Linked DNA regions of Zea mays: region 2 is linked to region 1. The links are chromatin contacts, called in public Hi-C maps. All regions are on one chromosome and are shown on one strand. Each heading gives the region's core, a stretch centred on a gene start, on an enhancer-like site or on the middle of the called end of the contact. The rest is flanking DNA. Distances are from core to core; before and after follow the strand shown.

What was found. Hi-C and Micro-C count contacts between places; a contact is called where the count stands out from the background.
Region 2: a Hi-C map of ear shows a contact between it and region 1, with 2.9 times the contacts expected there. The contact joins the promoter of LOC100193627 here to the promoter of LOC100272717 in region 1. A contact is called at or near these places in 2 of 25 Hi-C or Micro-C datasets (bundle sheath and ear).

The regions. Positions count from the first base shown.
Region 1 is chr10:12,953,604-12,958,482 of Zm-B73-REFERENCE-NAM-5.0, forward strand. LOC100272717 reads right to left here and starts at 2,918. Exons shown (of 11, transcript NM_001147170.1): 1 at 2,430-2,918; 2 at 2,122-2,196. The coding sequence starts at 2,849.
Region 2 is chr10:13,295,285-13,300,163 of Zm-B73-REFERENCE-NAM-5.0, forward strand. LOC100193627 (Pumilio homolog 12) reads left to right here and starts at 2,508. Exons shown (of 6, transcript NM_001309886.1): 1 at 2,508-2,746; 2 at 3,316-4,777; 3 at 4,868-4,879. The coding sequence starts at 3,426.

The sequences.
Region 1 (4,879 bases), core at 1,668-4,167:
TGAGGGCAAGTGGGTTCGTGAAGTTGACAAGGCTGCCAATGTGCCAATGCAGGAGACAAAGACAACCATGGCCATGGCAGCACAACAGCAGCGGCAGCAATTTCAGAGGTCAAGAGCTAGTGCCAAAGGAATGATGTCATATGTGACTGATTTGTCGTTCTCTGGTGCTAGCTGATGGCTGGTGGCAAGAGATTTCGAGCAGCGGAGACAGTACACTTCAGGTAAGGAGAGAGAAACAAGGAGAAGAGAGACGGTGGCGGCTGGTTGGGTTTACATGTGGAGCAGCCAAGGCTCAGGATTAGGGCTGTTTTGGGGGCTAAATGGGCCAGGAAATGAAAGCTCAATAGTAGTGTTACCGTAAATGGATGTGTAGTTTGTTTACATACTGTTTAAACACTGTCTGTTTAACCAACCGTTTATCCCGTTTAACTGACCATGCAGCCCGTTTAATTGGCCATGTAGCCCAAATAAAGACGCTAAATGATAGGTGTCCAACTGTTTAACTCTTAGTGTTTAGGTGAACATTGCTCAATAGTTTGTCTATCCGTCAGTGCCTTTCAGGCTTACCATACTTTTACTTAGTTATTTTTAAGCTGTGATGCTATAAAAATTACTTAATTGTTGTACACATGATTAACTGATGAACGAGGGCCGTTCAGGACGGTCCCAGAAGTAATTCCTTCATGTTACCAGTGCTGGCTGAGCTTAGATTTCAGGACTATAAGCCGTTTATGTCAGTTTATTTGTTACAGATTCAACTGTACTATCTTCAATTAAAAGGGAAAAAACTATGGTGGCATGGTGCACAAGAGAACAAAATGGAATAGCACGTCCAAACATCACATTGTATCAATGCCAAAGAATTTGATAGGCTCATATTTATCAATGAAATCACGGGCAAAATCAAGGCACAATTATGCCGATTGGACAATTACTCAAGTTTTTTAGATGAATTGCGACCTGGCTGAACTTGGGGGTAAGAACAATGATACAAAAGATTTTTTTAATCCTATTCTAGGCACTTGTTCATAACAATAGGTGATGATCCTACATCGTGCGAGTTCAATACTAGTTACTATACATCAGAATTGAATGAATGGGTGGCAAATATAGCATCTAAGTGCAAGGATATAGTACAAGCATATGCATGTTACTAAAACACCGCCATATAAGCTGCAAAAATGGAATTAAAGGTGCATTGGCAAATAACACATCATCCAATCTGATCTCTAAACAACATAAGGAAGTTGAAAGCATCCAGATGCCTCGAGCAGTGGAAGAACTTCCTTGACTTGAGGCAAACATGGGCAATAAGCTCCCCCTCATCTTTGTAATGTACATTATGTTTCCACTAATTGGCTTGAAAGTTTCAGGCCAATTAGTGCAAACAATGGACATCACAAAGGAGAGGAAGGGGTAAGCTCCTGGCTCGGCTGGGGTCAAGAAACAAGGTCGAGGTCGCTGCTTTCTATACTATTTTACAAGGAAGGATCGAAAATGACCATGTGTACCTGGGTCTGGATCAACATTTCAGGTCAAGTATGCTTGAAAGTTTAGACTATGTAGACCTTTCGTACTTGGAGTGTGTTGGGATTGTCCCCATAGTTTGCCACAATATAGTTGTGGCAAGCAAAAAATACATATAATGTTTTCTTCGCCAGAGATTTGGCACAAATTGCTGCTAAAAGCTGAAGGAAAACCTGTGGCATGCCAGACCTATTGCAAGCTTAGGAAGCCATCCAAACACAAAGCTAAGCTTTGTAGCAACCTGTGGTCAGTTGCGGAGCAATCCAAACAGACCCTTAATCCATGATATTTTTGTCTGGCCTGCTCCAAATTCCAAATTTACTGGTAAGCTCAACCACTGTTGTTGAAGAACAACATGTGTACAGCACACTCTAACTGACCCCCTAACCGGCCTACATTCACCCACTCCGGACACAACAACCAAACCATACCAAAAAAATCGTGCACTCGCAACAACAAGCACAAGAAAATAAAGTCTCCACTCCAGACGTCTTCCACAGTACGAGGGAGTTGCCAAATTTAGATCAACATGCAAGCACAAAAAGCAGGAGGGACACATCGCACATGCAGCAGCGAGAGTAGAGGGCCAGTCACCTGATCATCATCAGGAGAAGATGCTTTATTGCTGCTGCTGTTGCTCCCGCTGCCGTTGCTCCCGACGCCTCTCACCTGCACACAGAAACGCGAGGTCACAAACACAGAGATCAAACAAAAATAGAGCAAAATTTGGCTACATTCTAAGTACCCTTGCCACAAGCACAAACGACCAAACCCCAACTCGACATCAGAAGAACCACCACTCGAAACCCCCTAAACCCCAAAAATCCCATCGAAAACAGAAAAGAGAGCTCTATTAGTATTTATTACCAGACCATGCCCAAGTCCAAGGCAGAGGGGCATACCCTACTAGTCTTCTTCTTCCTCGCAGGGTGGTTGAACTTGCACTTCATCCCGAAGCGGCAGGTGCCGAACTTGAGGTAGTAGCTGCAGTCCGGCTCCCCGGGCCGGCGCGGGAACCGCACCTTCACATCCACCGCCCCAGTCGGCGCCGGCGCCGGCGCCCGCGGCTTCTCGCCGGCACCCTCATCACCGCCGACAAGGACATCGGCCGGGATGGGGACTGGTACGGGGCCATCGTCCCATCCCGATGGCTCGGGGAACCCACCGGCGACGGCGATGCCCAGGCCGGCGAGCTGCTTCTCGATCGCGTCCGCGTCGGCCGCGTCGCCGCCGCCGCCGCCTAGGGAGGAGGGGGAGGAGATCGAGGCATCCGGGGATGCCGCGGCGTCGGGCGGCTGGGACTTGGCGTCGGCGTCCGCCATTGGAGCCGATGAGAGAGAGGAGAGGGGTAGTGATGGCGACGGTGATGGGGACGAGTGAGAGAGAGCAGGTGGGGAAGCAAAGCGAAGTGGGGAGAAAACCTACAGAAAGAGGAGTCTCGGACGGGGACAGCGCGTCGGGGGACAGGTAAAACGGTAAAAAAAAGACAGAGAGAGAGGGGCGCTCCTCTTTTACCGCGCCTTGTATGTCTGAAAAGACCCGCTATTATTTTCGTTACTTGCACTTTCAGAGCTACGGGGACTCAACTCACAGTAATAAGTGGCCCGGCCTCCAAGGGTGGTTTTGATATTTCGAAGAGATCCGGGTAGTGCGGTGCAAAAACCCAGGAATAGGGAGCGCGAGTAGCGCGCATGTGACGGAAGCCCAGTGCGTCTGACTAGCGTGCGACTGCTAGCGCTAGGGCCCACGCGGCGGTCAGACGAGGGGGAGACCGACGACGAGTGACGGTGGGAGATGATGCATTGACGATGACCATACCAACCCCACGACCACGAGGCGAAACCAGGCATGGTCACGGAGGAACGCCATACGAGCAGCATGCAAATTATTTTCTGGCCGTTATCTGAGTTCAAATTCGCCTAAAAGATTAAATTCATACTTACTCTATTTTGAATATTCGATACCATAAATAAATATACCAATATCTGAATATGTTTCTGATGCTGGTATCCATTTATACCATGTTTAATATATCTATCTAATCTAATATATCTATATCTGAATCTGAATATAAATAGACAAATAAAACTGTAATATCTATAATATCAGTTTATATCCTGTCGGTTTACGACCATTGATACGAGGACACCAACGACAACAGATGGATACCCGTTAACATCAGTCTGCAGCTAACAAATCGTCACTGCAGTTATGGGAACGAACGTAGAGTACAAAATAAGGAATAGAAAACAAATGCACAAATAGAAAAAAAACGAAAAGTAGAAAACTCTAGAAGTTGAGAACATAGTAATAAAGACTTTAGGGTGTCTGAATTACAGAAACAAAAATGTCACACGGGTCCAAGAAGCAAGGTTACATGCTTCAAAGCTTGAGAAAACGTCCTAAGAAATATTTCCTTGGATGCTTCTTTTTCCATGATTTGTGAAGCTAAGGCTAGCCTTATCTCCGAAAAAGGTTTCAAATATCAAATTGAGAAAACATTCTTAAAGAATCATTTCTTAGATCTTTTGTTTTCGTTTACAAATTCTCCACTCCAAACAAGGGACATATTCGTAGATTCCAAACTACATCGATGAAATATGGTGATATCTTTTTCCAACCTGTATTCCTCCGTATCAAAGTCTACTTTCTTTCTCTTGGAGGTCAAGGTTATCTGTTACACCTAGATTTAAAGTTAAATCTAGGCGTGAATCAAATATATGTTATGATCAAGTCTCACATATATAACGATTTATGATACAGAAATCAATGCCACATCTTTATTATATAATAGGAATTCTATACAAAATAGCTAAATAATCTCTACTGCTCCTTACAAGAATAGTGTAGGCATCCACAAATACTTGATGCATGGTTCTGCCATCGCACCCGTACGCGATATCAGCCGAGGATCCCACCCTCCTCCCCACGCAGAATCCGCTGCGAGGTCTGCGTCGCCCTAACCGCGCCCTTCCATCCATGGTTCTGCAGCCGCGCCGAAATCCTCTCTGCCCCAAAATCTCGTCGGCCTGGCTATGGTGAGCGCGCCTTCTCTGACCCTGGGCTTTTGACCGCTCGCCCGGCTGCCGTGCTCCCCAGATCTACCGCGCGCGCGTGCCCGGATTTGGCTCGACGAACAACGGATGGCGGGGCGTCCTTGGGCAGCAGCAGGGGCGTGTCCGGATCTGGCCCGACGAGCGACGGGGTAAGGCACGAGGTCCTCCTTGGGCAGCAGCAGGGGCCGCTCCAGGAACCGCACGTCCTCCAGGTTGCAGTCCGCCTCGACCTCCGCGAAGTAGACGTCGTCGGTGGTGCAGCGGATGGCAGGGCGTCCCGGCTGCTCCCCCTCCAC
Region 2 (4,879 bases), core at 1,258-3,757, 340 kb after region 1:
ACGTACGTGTGCAGCACAGCACAGCAGCAATGCAAGCAAGCAAGCAAGCGCATCAGCAGCAGCAGGACAAGTGAAAGGAAAGCAGCGCGCGCTCCAATGTTCATGCAGCGAGACAGACGAGTGCAAAGGGGTGAAGCTTCCTGGGTCCTTCGCTGCAGTTTCCTACTCCTACTACCGGCCTTGGTGCTGCAACTCACTCACTGCTCCCGTCCCGTCCCGTGCCTGCCAAGGTATCAAGCTTCTTGTGAGTTTGTTATATCCTAATAGTCGTAGTATAGTTTATTAGACATGCAGCAGGTCGTTGTTAATTGTCTTTGTGTATACCATACCATCTACGAAGCCAAATAAACAAAAAAAAATTATCCAGATAGGAACACACGGTGGGGAAGCAAAGCCATTAAAAAAAGCCGGGATAGAATCCATCGGTGCTGCTTCTAAAGTACCAACCGATCGAGGAAGGTACTGCTAATGCGAGAGATTTCACATTCATTTATGTTTTAAGTTTGTGTCTGGTTGAGCTTTTTAAAAAAAACATAATACATCCTAAAATTCGCAGGATACTTTATATTTGCTTTTCGCTCTTGGTGTTTTTTCTATTTTTTAATGAGTGTGAACACAGATACTTGTTTGTTTCACACTTGTTTTAGATATACAGAGAGATCAGAGAGTGGGTAGTAGGTTTTACACCTTGCATGCAGCTTGCACCCAGCTGCAACTTGCAATTTTTTCTACATTCACAATAACTTCTCTCCTACGTGTAAACTAAACAGATCATGATATTAAAGTGTTTAAAACCCCACACAAGATTATATGGCACTTTAGGTTAATATTCTTTTCTCGAGCACCAATCACATGCATATGCATCTGCTACCAAGCTCAAAACACGCGAGATTAATTAATATGTCAATTTGTTTTTTTATCACGTAATAATACATCCTGAAATTCGCAGAATACTTTATATTTTAGGATGGAGATGGAGTAAATAACAAGTGTCTTTAAACAATACGTACAGAGGGCCATATGTTAATTTCTTTATGCAAGCCGGTTTAAGGCATGTTCGTTTTTTCAGGATTGAAATAGGATTCGTTCCAACTCATCAAAATTTATATAAATTAGAGAAGTAATCCGGCTAGGAACCATTCCAGAGCTCCAATCCGTGCAAACCGAACCGGACCTTAGTCGGGGGTTTATTTGTATTTAAAGTAATGACATACCAGTATATTTAAGGGATATTTGAATGCACTAGAGCTAATACATAGTTGGCTACAAAATTGCTAGTAGAATTAGCTAACTAATAAGTAATTTGCTAATTTACTAATAATAGCTAATAGTTGAACTATTAGTTATGGTGTTTGGATGTCTCCAACTAATTTTAGCTACTACCTATTAGCTTTAGTGCATTCAAACACCCCCTTAATGATTTTGCATGTTAAGAGAGATAGATAGTTTCTAGATGAAACGTTGTCACAGTTAACAACACGCGCGTGGGATGGATAACGAGCTAACCCTACTTAAGGTCTGTTCGGTTTCACTCCAATCTCTATGTGGATTTGAGGTGATTTGATAGGTTTAAATCCATAGCAAGTCAACATATCTACTAACTTTTTTAATCTCATCCAATTTATAGGAATAACCGAACAAGGTCTTACTTTTGTCATGTTTTTTTTTATTAAAAATGATATACTACTATTTATCATGGTCTCTTAAGTTATTTGAGACCCAACTTCAAATAGAGCTTGATGAGCCGAGCTAGAGTCAAAAGACACTCAAAATCAATCTATTTTTATTTGAAAAGACTCAACCAGAGCATTTTGATACAAGCAGCCACCGCGGGCACCGGGGAACAGCAGAACACAAAAAGACATAACAATACCGATAACAATACAGTAAAAATCCATCACTAAAATTGTAGCATGAGAGAAAGCAAACATAAAATCATGTTGTAAGATGAAATGCCTTGGCATGTTGTGTAGTGTTTAGCAAGAGAGAAATCTACGAGAAAAAAGTGACTTGGTCCATGCATCACGATGCACTAAAAACAAGTAGAGAAGTGACTATAATACCCTCACCATGGATGACATCCTCGAATCTGTTGTAAACGTGAGTACTGTGATACGGTCACGTAGAATGCGCATCTTAAGGCCAAAGCAATAGGCATATAGGGAAGCCAAAAAAAGTGACTGCAGAATTATCTTTGGTATAATAATATAATTTCTTTCAAAAAAATGGTAGAGAGCAAAAATAGCACTATTCGATTTGTATTGATAATCTCGTATTATTCTCGTTTGAAGAACTTGCGGTTGGGGCTGCATGCAGTCCGTGCATGCTTGCATGGCAGCAGGCTAGTAGCATCATGTCATGTGTCACCCCCCCTCCACGAACTTTTCTGACTGCATGTTGCCCCCAGATGAGATCCCAGCTGCGGAGAGAGCGAGGGGCAGAAGCGTCCACCCGTTCATCACGGAGCCACGAAACAGAACAGGGGGAAGGAAACCAAAGCCCTCCCCGGAAACAAATGCCCCGTCTTCCTCTGCTCTCTCTCCCCTCTCCCTCTCCCTCTCTCCTCCTTTCGTCTCCTTCTCGCGTAAGCCTTGCCTTGCCCTGCCCTCAAAATCCCTCACAAAATCATCACCTCCACCCGCCGCCTCTCCCCCAATTCTCCCCGGCGGCGCGCCCTCCCCGAGGCAACTCGACCGTGCGGCGGCGGCGCTCCGGCTAATGCGCGTGCTCCCCTCAGCCTTTCCTGGTAATCATCTACTACTAACCTCTCTCCCTGTGACGTCTCTTGCCTGGGTCGATCGGGGCCACGTGTGTCTCCGGATCGGTTTGATCGCGCGGTTGTGACCAAGATCGGGTTTTTCGCGGCGGGGCCTTAGGTTCCTGGCGACGCGTTCTCGTGATCGGGGGGGTTTTATCGGGTTTTTTCGCGATCTTGGCGTGTGCGGGTGGGTTTCGTGGGCATCGGATTGCCGTCAGTTTCACCGACCATTTTTTTTGGGGTCATCTTTGCGCGAGCGCAATACGATCAAGGATTCAGTAGCGAAATCTTCTACTCTTGGTTGTTCTGTTCACCGAGAATACTCACGGTTTTCTCTGTGTTCATGGATTCTTTGGGATTCATAGCGCTGGTGTGATCATAGGTACTTTGTCCTCCTTGCCATCTGGACACCAAAATTCTATGGCCATGTGACAATTCCCCGTTTTCGCCAGACACCCTGCTGTCTCCTGCTCTTGTCTTCGTGCCGGATTTCGTACCAACGCTTTCTTTTTTATTTGGTAACGATTTTTTTTGTCATTGTTCCTGTGATCATTTAGGTGATTTTGTGTTATCCGTGCGTCACACGTAACTCTGGGTGCCGTAGTGTTGGTGAAACTACCTGCATTGTGTGATCGAGTTTGGCTTCGTGGACTCTTCTGGTACTGATATGGACGAAGCCCCGGGTAATCAGGACAATCTGCCATTCCTTGGCAACTTCACTGGAGCCATGTTTTATGGGGAACAATCTGCAGGGTGTTCTTCTCTCGAGGCAGGGTGGGTTCCTATGAGTGAAAGGATCCCTGCTCAGCATGATATAGCAATGGCGCGAGGTAACTGGAATGGTCTGGGCATAATGGACAATGCCAATTTGTTTGATGAGCAGGCATTGGTATCTGCATTTGGTAACATGGGATTGAGCCTCACTGGTAATGCTGCTGCTGATTCTTCTGCTCACTCTGGCACTGTTGGATCCAGGGATGGACTCCTTTTTGCAGACTCTTTGTTTACATCGGCTGATTACCCAACAAATCTGCCACATCAGCCAGCGTTTGGTCAAGATGAGTTTGTGCCTTCATATTATACGGTCCACAATGCTGGACACATGAAAACAAAGTTTGGTGCACAAAATCCTCCAATGTACACAGGGATGCATGGCACAGATAATGCGTTTGTGACTAGAACCAATTTACCGCAAGCTTTGTCTTTCCAGCAACATCATATTATTGATACGCAGCCACAGACATATGCACCTTGTTATCAGCAGATGGACTATAAATTTAAGCGGCATGATATCGATGCCGAGACGAATTTTTTCATGCAGCCACAGTATCCTTATCAGCAATATCCACAGGCTGCTGATGTTCATTGGATCAATAGCAATCAGTATGGTGTTATCAACTCATCAGACAAGTATGCAGCTGCGCCTCACCGTGGAGTGCCTACTGTTCGTCATCTGGGACATGGCAGTCCTGATATCTACAGGAATGGTGCTGTAATTCCTAATGGAAGTAACCGACGGGGTTTGACACATGTGAATAACTGTCCTTTTATAAGTTATCCTGACTGCTTATGTGAAACCTGTGAATATTGTCAGATTCATCTATCTGAAAATCTCAAACGTTCATTTGCGCTCAGACATACACCCAAATGTTCATCAGACGATTGCATCTCTGATAAAGCGAAAAGTTCACCGTCATCCTTGGATTCTGTGGCCATGAAATCTGCCCAACTGCCCTATAGTTCAGTTGATGAAGTTGTTGGGGAATTGTACCACTTGGCGAAGGATCAGAATGGTTGCCGTTTCCTCCAAAGGATATTTATTGAAGGTTCTCGAGAGGATGCTCGAAAGGTCTTTGATGGTGTAATTGAGCATATCGATGAACTTATGGTGGATCCATTTGGAAATTATTTGATACAGAAAATATTTGAGAAGTGCAATGATAATCAAAAGATGCATATACTTTATGAAATAACCAAAATACCTGGCCAGCTAATTGAAGTTGCATGCAACATGCATGGGTATGGCCACTTCATGCTTTGATATTAATTGATTTCCTTTATTTTTCATTTTATCATAGCTTTACACCGTTTTTGAACATAAAAATCCAGGACACGTGTGGT